Linked DNA regions of Zea mays: region 1 is linked to region 2. Evidence: chromatin contacts called from public Hi-C data. All regions are on one chromosome and are shown on one strand. The core of a region is the stretch at or near the end of the contact, and the rest is flanking DNA. Distances in the headings are between cores, read along the strand shown.

Region 1 (6,072 bases), core at 2,715-5,214, 250 kb after region 2:
CCTTACTCTTGTGGATCACTGTCCCATGAGATAACAAAGCCAGATGCCGCCAGTAAAACAGCTTCACTTCGTGTCGTGTGCCGACCAGCCAGGCTGCCGCGAGCCATCAGGATAGCAGAATCGGTGGACACCGTGTTGTTGTTCCTTAGATGTCAAATCACTGCCGCTGCTAACAAATAATCTAACTTTTTTTTACCTCGCTATCAGTACACTAATTACCAGGCGGAGTCTAGACAGTAGTTTTGCAAAGAGCAACAACACAGCAGGTGTAACTGTAACGCTACACTTGATTGCTGTTTTTTTTTCTCTCACCACTGCAGATCTGCACCGTGTTCTTCCTTTCAAGAGTGGTAGCAACTTCAGTAGGTGCTGTTCAGCCGTGCCGGAGCTGAGAAAGGTGCGAGGGACTTCGCAGGGACGGTGACACCGCCCCCTCGGAGAGAAACCGAGGGGCTTTTGCTCCAGCTAGCTTTGCTCATGGCATTCAAATCAAGGAATACCACGACGACCGTTATATCGTCGTGGAAATGCCTTCTCACACCACGGTCGATCTTCTTGAGGTCTGAGTATCTCATCTCCCTCTTCTTGGCAGCTTCTTGCATCGCCGCTTTCACTAGTCTCCGAGCAATTCCCTAGGGGAAAGGGAATTACAGGTTCAGAGGAAGTGAACAAAAACGCTAGGAAATCAAGGATAGGTGAAACATGCTGACAGACAGACCGTTAGAAACTTGAAGGTATTAGGTATGCTTAAGCTTAGCGATCCAGATTATGTAACAGCTTGTATGCCACAGGCATTAGGTATGCTTAAGCTTAGCAATCCAGATTATGTAACAGCTTGTATGCCATACGTTGCGAGTTACATCCACATTTTAATTATCTATCTATTTCATTCAAACGTTCCAGTTTGACTCGAATCATTCAACTGTAGCGGTTGAAAAGCTGAATATGCAAACTATTTTATATATTTCACTACTGCACAAAAAAGCATCATTGTATTAATTTAAGAGAACTGCTATCCATCCACAGGATATATTCATCAAAGAGCCAATTAGATGGAATGGTATCAATGGAATGGTATCAAGCCTCAAAAGAAAAGTAGATTTCAACTCATAGAAATTGTAGTGCGAATCAAGAAAACATACATTGTGTGGACTACTTTGGACAAGGTCAACTGCTTCCTTATTGCTGAGGTGCTCCCATAGACCATCAGAAGCAAATATAACAAATTGATCATTTGGCTGTATTCGATGTTCAGTAATTTGAGGTTCAGAACTAAGGATCGGCCTCTGGAAGGTTTCTCGAAGCCGAAACTTGCTGTGAAGTGGTTCTCTGTTGTACTCTGGTTTCTTTAGATATACATCTCCAATAGATCTTGAGATCTGCAGAAATGACCTCACCTCATAAGTAATATCGCATAAAGTATGCTGACAAGACTACATGAATAAGAACCAACAATAGAAACTGAGGGTGCTTGATGGTTTTGTGAAGAAATAAACAATAGCAGCACTAAATACATCATTGCTCCTAGATATGGTTGGTGCACTCACCTTCACCTTTCATTAAAATGAAAGGCTGAACAATGAGGGTTAAGGGGGAGGAGTGGTAGTGAGTGGCATATTATATTGCACCACAAGTTACATCTTAGCATCCACAGAAATTTTGAGATATATGACAAGAATCACACTGATTATTGACAGCTGATGATGGACCCTACGATGACATAACTATAAATCGTGCAGACAACTTTAGCTCTAGGAATGAGAACTTACCTGATACCTAACTTGTGAGAAATAATGCATATATGAAAGTCATTATCGGTTCCCCACAAAGAGGAAAGTGGGATTATGACGAGAGCAATAGATGACATCAAAAGTTCAAAAAAAATCAAAGACTAATTGGCTAGACGTGTGTACACCATAGAGTAAAAAATTAGCAACCTGATCCAGAGTACATATTTTTGTCTACCTGGATGAGACCCTTCACTCGCCAAACATTGTGTTTGAGAACCACAATATGTGGATCGTCAGGATGTGATGACTGCAGTTCTTGTCTAACTTCCTCATAGCACGCATTGTGCTCCGATGACAACTGCATGGCCACGACCTCTCCAGTTGCCTTAACAAGCCTTCCAAGAACTGCACGTGAGTCACCCAGGTTTGCAACATAGAGAGTCCCAGCACAGATTACACCAACAAGGCAGCAGGAGCCCACTGAAGCAATCTGAGGCTTCAAAGACCATTCCTTGCTGACTAGAGAAAGAAAGCCCTCCTCAGTTGCTTGGAAAGCTTTCCGGATCACGTCCGCTGACATAAACTTGTGCTCAGTTGCAAACCCTGGAAAACACTAAATAGTTTTAATACATCAAACAGATTAAGAAAGCTAAGAGTAAGTAATGTTACATACAGAGTCAAGACAGTATATCAGAACCAAGTTAGATAATTAAATAAATCAGTGTTTTATTTTTCTGGGATAACCTTAATACAATTCCAACTGCCATCCTATCCCGATCATCATATGCAAGTTTACCAATCAGATCTACCAAAACAATTATCATTTCAATTCTGAAGGCAATAAGTACAAAGACACCTTTTGAGACAGAGTCAGCATCAGCATCATGCTAGTAGTCATAGAAATGCTACCCGTAATCAAAGCAACACAAGAAAAAGTTGGGACTTGATAATTGCTTCATCATTAGTACCTCTAAGCAGCTAAAAGAAGAGGAATCATAAGTAACTTTGACATATCGAGTCCTTACTTCTGAGATGGTTGAAGAGGTGGTCATTGATGAACCGGGACGTCTCAGGACCGCCATGGCCATCATAGACGCCGACGAAGGTGCCCTGCGGGCCCGGGTCAGCCAGGGAGAGCGATCCGGACTCCACTTGGCTCTGGTCCTCAAGCAGCTGGTTGGCCTGCACCACGGCCATGGAGAACTCCCCAGTGACGAGCTGACCGGCGTCCTTGTACCAGAGGAGACCGTCCTGCCGGCCGGCGGCGTCGGGGCCCTTCCCCCTGTGCCCGTCACCCGATCGCGGGCCCCAGCAGGAGCTGAAATAGTCCATCACCGCGGCCAGCATCCCTCATCTCATCGCCCTCCTCTCCACGCGGTTTCTTGACGGCATCCTCAAGGGACCCAGGTCGCTCTTATAGTCTTTCTCTCCGCACCGCCCTTTCAGGCTCTTCCTTCCTCCCCTGCGCAACTAAAACAACAGATGCAATCAAATCAAAACGAGTTTTAAAAAAAGGCAATAATTTTTGTATGCGGTTAAGCTGGTGGATCGTATCGTATGCTGGGATCCAAGAAAACTTGCGGCCAACTCATCATCTCGTATGCATCAAGCGTCGTCCAGTGTAGGCGGCAGAAACAGATCAAGGGACAAGAGGCGACAGTTGAATTTGAAGCTTAACAGTCGGACCTAAGACTACACGATTACTCCAGTGGCGGTCGGACAGTTTAGCAACGGTGGACGGATGGGGAGGGAGAAGAAAAAGGGCTCACCTTTTCCCTGAGAACTCCCCTGTCAACTTCGTGCTCGGATTCCTGGAGTCCACCCAGCAGGTGGCTCGGATCTGGAGAACAATCAAAGCCCCGGCACACCAATAGCTAGGATTAGTTGGACTGGCGGCTGCTCTCCCGGATCAAAGAGAATCAAGCTAACAAGCTGGATAAAAAAAAACTCCTTTTGCCCCCCTTGAGCTCTCTCTCTCTCTCTCTCTCTCTCTCTCTCCACTCTCCCTCCGGCAGGCAGCTCTGCCCAATCTGCGTGTTGAAGATCGGCTCCGAGGTCTCTACTCTCTGATGCAGAGACTAGTATGCGCACAGGTGAGAACAGGCGCAAATCTAAGGAGACAAAAAAAACCCTAATAAAAGAAGGGGGAGGAACAATCGAGGAAGGGGAAGGGAGGGAGAGGTCAGAGCCAGCAAGGCAGGGCGCAGAGATGGGCTCTACCAATCCTGATTTGTGTGTGACCACTGACCAGTGGTGTCGTAGGCCTTCGTTCGGTCCCTAAAATCAGTTTCCACGTTGGATTCACCCACTGCAACAAAAGCACCCTTTTTTATTGCCTTTCTTATTTTGATGGTGGTGGAAGTATTATTTCTGTACTGCCATAATAATACTTCCACAGTCAGGGCCCTTGCAATGTACGCCAGCATTTTCCAGATACAGATTGTAAGTCATTTAAATCAGCGACACGGTCTTAAAATAAAGATTTATCTAATAGTTTTTGTTAAAATATAAATAAACTCTTATTACATTTATAGCTTTGTAAAAATACTTTTTGAGACAAATCGATGCATATGACTATTAGATTTCGACACTAAATAACAAAATGGTTATTTGTAGTTAATTTAAATCTTGTCTAGAACAACTTATAATTTAGATCTAGAAGGAGTAGTTCACATACTCTTTTAACAAATAATATTGTAGAAAATCAGACGTTGGGTAACCTATGAACTATATATGTTCTTTCGACAAATATTGCAGAAAACCACATACATTCCAACATACTCTCTTCTCTCTCCATTTTTACACGTATTGGTTTTATGCAGAATGAAATATTTCTAACTTTAATCATTGGTTTTAAAAATAAATATATTAATAACATAAAACTTGTGTTTTTAGATTTACTACAATAAAAAGAACCAGTTTCCACTGTTGTCGTGCTTCAACACTTTTGCAATAAAACGTTATATTTATTAATAATTAATACGTGGTCCAACACTCCCCATCCCGGCTCCCTCTCTCCCACGGCGACAATAGAACCGCCATGTCGTCGGGTCGCCCGTCCGCCTCGCGACGTCCCTAGCCTAGTGACGCGTCCCGATGACCCCACCACTCTCTTGGCTCGATGGGGACATCCGCGCCGTCCTGCATGCTCTTGGCCCTAATATCAACGTTGTTCTTGTTCCTCCCCTCATTCACGCCCACCAGCGCACGCGAGGTCGCGCTGGACGAAGAGGTGGCAGAGTATAAGTCCACCTATGCTATGAAGTTAACTGGGATAGGGATGACTGGAAAGAAAATGAGAGGATCCACTACAGTTGCGGGAAGGATAGAGACATGGAAGGGAGGGGACATGGGGAGAGGGAACATGCACCGACTTAGAGAGAGGGAAATGAAACGATAGCGGAGTAACCGGAGCCGCTTGGAACAACGTTGTGTCGAGAAAGAGGAGATGGAAGCGAGTAAGTACACATAAGGTAGTAAGAATACAATTATTAACCTAAATAGATTGTACGAGTCACTCATCAAATATGATTGTGTGATTTTTATGACATATATGACTTATGTGTCATGAAACTATATTTTATTTAAATGATGGGTAAAGATGCAAATAGTTAATTTAGAGCAAAATAACGTGACATCGAAAAAGAACCGAGGGGTAATATTCAGAAAAAGTGGGTCCTGCTAGACTGCTAGTTAGTGTTATTGTTATAGTTCGAAATGATGAGCTTTTATTTCTCTTATAACACTTCTCATGACTTGGGATCTTTCAGTCTTTTTTATAAGCTAGGACGATTTGACGAAGGCAAGCAGGCAGCAGCGAAGTAATAAAGGTTATATAAAGCGCTTGGCACGGCCACGCCGGTGAGCTGCATGGCGTCGGTGAGCACCGGGGGGCGCGTCGTGCCGGTCTCGCCGGGGGGGTCAAGTGGGGGTGCGCGAAGAAAGGGTCTGGCCGTCTGGGAGAAAATGTGTGGGATTTTGATTTGATGGCGAGAGCGACCAGGTTAGGTCGTGACAGTGCGGAGTGGTCCAGCTTCCAACGCCGAGCCCGACCCCGGCACTAGCTAGCTAGTCCAACCCAGCTCGCGCCTCTCTCTGGGACTGGGAGCCTCGTCTCGTGCATGGCGGCCCCATCAGCGCGGACGAATGCCTGGCTGTCCTGGCCTAATTAATCGCGCAACTAGCCGACTAGTATGCGCCTGTCGGGTGGGGCTGCCGGGGGTTGCTGGGGGTGGACTGGTGGTGGCATTTCCTTTCGCTCCGCGCCAGGCCCGGCCAATCTCCAATCACCCACCCGTAGCGTAGTGCGCCCGCGGGGTCGCACGGACCGGCACCGTGTCGT
Region 2 (6,365 bases), core at 1,695-4,194:
AAAACGTATAAACATATATACAATTTATATTCAATATTAAAAACATTTGAGCATGATGTTCTACTGGTTAGATTACTTCACCCAGTGTTTCCCGCCCTTGTTTCATCAGGGCATAGGTTCAAACCCCACCTCATGCACCGTTTTTTAACATTTTATGCTGATTTAATCAAATGGGCCGACAGGCTGGCCCGTCACAATCAGTAGACCGACATGACGTGCATGGGCCAGAGTTGTGGCCCACGAGCGTCTGACCCATACTGGGCCGCCGTTTGGCCATATATAGGCGTGCAACGGATTAAATTGAAATAACTGTGAGGGTTATTTATAAAAAAATCCGATTTTTAACATTTTACGCTGATTTAATCAAATGGTTCGACAGACTGACCCATCACAGTCAGCAGACCGACATGTCGTGCATGGGCCAGAGTTGTGGCCCACGAGCGTATGGCCCATGCTGGGCCGCTGTTTAGCCATATATAGGCGTGCAACGGATTAATTTGAAATAACTGTGAGGGGTTATTTATAAAAAGATGACGTGTGACGATCGTTGAAACTGGTGCTTTAAGTATAGTATAAATATGGTACTTTTGTTTTCATTTACACTATGAATTTCCTTGTGCCACTGTTTGAGCCACACCTTGATTTTCTCCATCATATGCCACTGTCTTCACACACTTTCATTGCCAATCTTTACGTACCGACAGATTAAAACAAAACTACAACCTATATTTAGAGAGTTTTTGGAAACCTCACAATTTTAGACTCTCAAATTTAGTTAGCAATTTTATAAATATGTGCTTTATCTTCAAAAGACTAGCTAAATGACTCGTCAAACCAAAGCTTAACTTTTTAATAGCAAAATTACTTTCCAACAGACTAGCCATTCAACTCACTAAGTCATCCAGCTGTCCAAATTGGCTCCCTCACTAGCCAAATTTGAATAGCCACTCTGGCTAGCCAAATTAACTTGCATGTTGGAGAGTCTGTTAGAATGATATGTATATATAGAGTTTAATCTTTATGGAGAGGTAAACTGAGAGTCAAACAAAGAGTTAAAAATAAAAAGTTCCTTGAAGATGCTAGTAGAGAGCTAAAATTTATATAACTATTGGAGCTGCTTTTACAACACCAAGCTTTTGCTACCTCGAAGGTCTAATGACGCTTTAATGAACCAGCAATCAACAAGGCACAAAAGTACTACCTCCGTTATCGAATAGTTATCGTCCGCTAATTTATTTTTAAATTAAACGCGACTAATAAAATAAACGGAGGGAGTAAGTTACTCTTTTAGTAAGGACAAAATAAAAAAAATGGGAGAAGGAAAGTGGGTCTTGACATATTAAACCGAAAGAAGCCAGTGAGCCTGCGTTGTTGTATATATACCATAAAAGTTGAAGTCCTCCATTGATCTCACGAGGAAGGTTGCTAGGGAAAAAACAACTAGTATGGCTTACGATAATACGAATGGTATAGGCAATTATTAGACCACACCTTTAGAGCTGATTTGGTGACCCGGGAGTATCGGAGGGGATTGAGGAGAAAATTAGTTCATTTCCCCCTCAATTCCCTCTAATCCTCCCGGGATCCCCTTGTCACCAAATCAAACCTTAGGTCCGTTTGAATCCTAGAATCTCATATATAATCCACTTCAGCTTAGATAATATAGATTTTTTTTAGAATCTCCAGTCCTCCAAGCGGGACCTTAGCCCCTTCGGGTGAAAACGAGAATAAAATCAATTTCATTTGGTCTTAGCTCACACTGTGCCAATTGGCAGCTAGGTTTTGGCTAGAACAACACAACAACTGCATGTAACCTGGCTTGAGGGAAACAAACTGATTGTGTGCACATGGCGCATGTACTGGCTGGTAGCATAATTGATGTGAGTAAAAAAAAGCCTGATTGGCTGGCCTCCATGTAAGGTTGCCTGGCGCCAGCAGTGCTGCAACATGGATACTAGCAAGTATAAACACACCCCTCATATTTTTGCATCAATGTAGTTTGGATTTGTAGCTAGTGCGCATGAGCTCGCAACGTAAGATCGTCTGTAGCCCATAGTTTACCTAAAACTACCGTTTTGTACAGTTTTACATTGCAGACTGTACCGTTTACGTAGTAAAGTTTGAATATAGGTATGTGTATATATAAGCTGTTGTTAGATAGTCTAACACGTAAGCATCCAACTATCTTTTGTTTGTAGATGGCTATTTTACAGAGAAGTTATGATTATGGCTTGTAAATACTTGTTTACAACACTTGGAAGAGAAACCAAGTCATAACACAATTGGTCTTATAGATGATTATCCACGCTTATATTCATAGTTTATTAAAACTAGTTTTGCATTATAAGCTATACTGTTTACATAGTAAAATTTGAATATAATTATGTGTATATATAAGCTGCCTAATACGTAACTATCCAACTATGCGTTGTCTGTATATGGCTGGTTATAACTTGTAAATACTTGTATACAGCACTTGTTGCGTTCCTCTCGATCTTTGTCCAGTCGCCGCCTGCAACGAATTCGATCGTCTAGTCAAGGATGAGACGACCACTCACTCACCACCGCAGGACGCATGCGGTTTGTCAGCAACCTTTTTCTCTCAAAGAAACATTATCTGAAGCGACGCGAGCGGGAGGTGAAGAAAGAGATAGGCGAAGGCAACTGTGCGTGGAGTGGAGGCGGCGGCCGGCGGGGTCGACGAAAGGACCAAGGCCCACGTACGGCACACATGGCAGGCTGTCCATGCCAACCGGGTCTCATCAGACTGCCAGCGAGCTAGCCGAGCTGAGCCGAGCGCCCGCGTCGTGGCCCCGGCGCCCCGTGCCGAAAACAATCTGGCTGGCTGGAGCCCACCGCCCCCAAACTTTCCTCCCTCCTCGTTTCTTCCACCTCCCTCTCCATCGCACGCGCATCTTGGCACGGCACGGCCACGACCCTTCATCTCATAAAAAAATAACTCGGCAGCCGCAAACCCTGCGGGGTGCGGGCCGCGCGTCCCCTGACGCATCCGCACTGGTCTCGGCGCAGCCGTCCGATCAGATCGCAGGCTCTCAGCACCCCTCATCTGCGCCGCACTCAGCGCTATTACTTTACTAGTATACAGTAGTACCAAAAAAAAAAATCACCTTGCTCACGCGCGCTCTGCCCCGCTTGCTATATCCTCCTAGAGCCCAGCCAAATCCCCCGACGTCCTCCTGTTCATCTCCTCTTCTCCCTCTCCTCCTCCTCCTCCTCCTCGTCCCCCTTCCTCGGGTTGGAAATTGGAATGGAGGCGGCGACGATGGCGTGGACGGCGGCGGTGGTCGGGGCGGGGCTGGTGTACTGGTTCGTGTGGGTGATGGGCGCGGCGGAGGTGAAGGGCAAGCGGGCGGTGGATCTCAAGATGGGATCCATCACGCGGGACAAGGTGCAGGACAAGTACACCCAGTACTGGTCCTTCTTCCGCCGCCCCAAGGAGACGGCCACCACGGCGGCGTCGGCGGAGAAGGTGCCGGCCTTCGTGGACACCTTCTACAACCTGGTGACCGACATCTACGAGTGGGGCTGGGGCCAGTCGTTCCACTTCTCGCCGTCCCTGCCCGGCCGCTCCCACCGCGACGCCACGCGCGTCCACGAGGAGCGCGTGGCCGACCTCCTCGGCGCCCGGCCGGGCCACCGCCTCCTCGACGTGGGCTGCGGCGTCGGCGGGCCCATGCGCGCCATCGCCGCGCACTCGGGGTCCGACGTCGTCGGCATCACCATCAACGAGTACCAGGTGAAGCGCGCCCGCGCGCACAACCGCAAGGCCGGCCTCGACTCCCCCCGCTGCGAGGTCGTCTGCGGCAACTTCCTCTCCATGCCCTTCCCGGACGCGTCCTTCGACGGCGCCTACTCCATCGAGGCCACCTGCCACGCGCCCAGGCTGCAGGACGTCTACGGCGAGGTCTACCGCGTGCTCAAGCCGGGGCGCCTCTACGTCTCCTACGAGTGGGTCACCACCCCGCTGTACCACGCCGAGGACCCGGGCCACGTCGAGTGCGTCCACGGCATCGAGCGCGGCGACGCGCTCCCGGGGCTCCGCCGCCAGGACGAGATCGCGGCCATCGCCAAGGAGGCCGGCTTCGAGGTGCTCAAGGAGCAGGACCTGGCGCTGCCCCCCGCGCTGCCCTGGTGGACGCGCCTCAAGATGGGCCGCATCGCCTACTGGCGCAACTCCATCGTCGTCCGCGTGCTCACCCTGCTCCGGATCGCGCCCAAGGGCGTCTCCGAGGTGCACGAGATGCTGTACGAGACCGCGCAGCACCTCACCCGCGGCGGCGAGACCGGCATCTTCACGCCCATGCACATGGTGCTCCTCCGCAAGCCGCCCGCCGCCGCATCCACCGAGGAGGAGGCCAAATAGTGTTTTAAGAGAAATAACCTGGCAGAAGCAGCAGCAGAGGTAAGAAGAGCGAGCTACTCGGCGACTTGAACAAGTGAAAACTTCATCTGTTAGAGAAGAAGAAGATACTACTAGGAACCATGCTTGTCTCGTTTACTCTTTTTTTTTCCTTGTCCCCATTCTTCTTCGTAGCTTTCACTTTTATTTTTTTTTGTTTTTCTGGTGGACGGATTATTCCGTTGGGGACGAGGTCGGGATTTAAATTTGCTTGATCGTGGAGATCCATCTATAATCTATCATCATCATAAGCCATGTTTTGTCTGCTAAGAGTACATTGGAATTGAACTCTCTAACCTAATTGTTATTACCTGCTTGCTTTTATGCTTGGTGAGATCTGCTACCCTTGTTCCGTTTTCCACGGGCCGGCCCCGGTGAAAAAGGGGCGAAAAACTTTAGATTATCTGCAAGTTGCGAGTGGTGGTCCAGCTTGCAAGTTGCGAGAGAAAGAGCGGCGTGTCTGGGTGTCACGAGCTATCTCGTCCTCTATGGCAACTGGGGCCCGAGATCGGATCTGAAATGTTGTTTACATTTGGAGCAGTAGGTTGAGAGATAGGGATGGTTCCGTGGGACCATCTGTTAAGTGGGATGGGATGACACTCTTTTGCATCCAACGATCTTAATATTTTATCTATTGACGATCTCGAGCTTGAAGCCATCTGACCTGCGCGTGCGAGTTAAACCTTGATCAAGACCCTATATTTCCTAATAGAATAAATTTGTGTACGAGCCTTTACCTACTAAAATGCCACACTAATATTTCACCTAGAATTATTTTATTCCTGAAAACCAAACACAAAAGAAGGGGATGCGGACAAGCCGGGCACGTGAGCGCGTCACGGAGGCCGATGCGATGCGCGCCACCGTTTTCTTTTCTGCACCACGCAGGGTCGGAAAAAGCTGGCTTTGCTTTGCTTTGCTTTCCTTTCTCCGCGCGGTCGTGGATCGTGGCCCCTCCCGCGCGCGCCACTAGTCCGATCAGGCAGTAGGGACGGGTGGATACGAGGAGAGGAGCGGAGAAAATATCCGTTGGGGGCACGGGGCAGTGGGGACGGACGGGCGTGTAGGACTCTAGGTGCGGCGTGGCAATGGGTGCGGGTGGTGGGGCCTGTATCGCATCGTGTCAGCGGCGTGCAGGATCGGTCGCTGTCAGAGGAAGGGCGGTGGCATGTGCAGGGAGAGCAAAAAGAACGACGTTTGCAGGTTTATGTCGGGCTACTGGACCTATGCTACTACTTTCACGAGTTCGGATACTATTTCCAATTGAATTTGATGCTCCTCCTAATCTTGTCTCTCTCTTTTTTTTAGCACGGGTCTGTCTATACCGTTAGTGAAATGACTCTAAACCATTTTATATATCGATTTTTGTGTTTGATGAACATCAAAGTTATTCGGACCGAGTAGTTTATCTAAGTTTTAATTCACATCTTCATAAATTGAACAATTCAGTTTTCAAGTCATAATCAACTTAAATTAAACCAAAAAAGGATAAAACTTATAATAGATAAACCACCAATAGTTCTATAGTTTGGATAAACTTCTAAATACCCCTAAAAACTAGCAATATTTCAGTTTCAACATTTCACTCTTTTGGGACGATTTTGAGCTACAGCAGGAATATGAGTTGAAGAAAATTAAACAACAATGTTTTATCAATTAGACTAGTTAAAAAGTCACTAAATATATTTGTTTAAGTAATAGAAACACTCTAAGTACATCTAAACTCGTTTGAAGAAGATATGCCAAAGTTTGCCCAAGTTGTTCTATACAGAGGTGCACCGGACCGAGTGCGCAGAGGGTTCTGCAATCGCAAGGCGTCTGGAGCACTGAACCGGACCGGTGGGTCGTCAAACCGAAGTTCCAGAGAGTTTTTTTTGGGGCTAATTATAGGTTGGTGGGTCAGACCTGTCCGATGAGTTACCAGACTGTTTAACAGGTTCAACAG

What was found. A called contact is a pair of places that touch in the nucleus more often than the background predicts.
Region 1: a contact with region 2 is called in a Hi-C map of leaf, with 7 times the contacts expected there. The contact joins the promoter of LOC100286089 here to the promoter of LOC100192647 in region 2. A contact is called at or near these places in 3 of 25 Hi-C or Micro-C datasets (ear and leaf).

The regions. Positions count from the first base shown.
Region 1 is chr1:8,222,723-8,228,794 of Zm-B73-REFERENCE-NAM-5.0, forward strand. It overlaps LOC100286089, which reads right to left and starts at 3,965. Exons shown (of 5, transcript NM_001414391.1): 1 at 3,500-3,965; 2 at 2,756-3,192; 3 at 1,966-2,333; 4 at 1,143-1,379; 5 at 1-632. The coding sequence starts at 3,077. The coding sequence ends at 360.
Region 2 is chr1:7,978,416-7,984,780 of Zm-B73-REFERENCE-NAM-5.0, forward strand. LOC100192647 (sterol methyl transferase 2) reads left to right here and starts at 2,945. Exons shown (of 1, transcript NM_001137859.2): 1 at 2,945-4,694. The coding sequence starts at 3,269. The coding sequence ends at 4,384.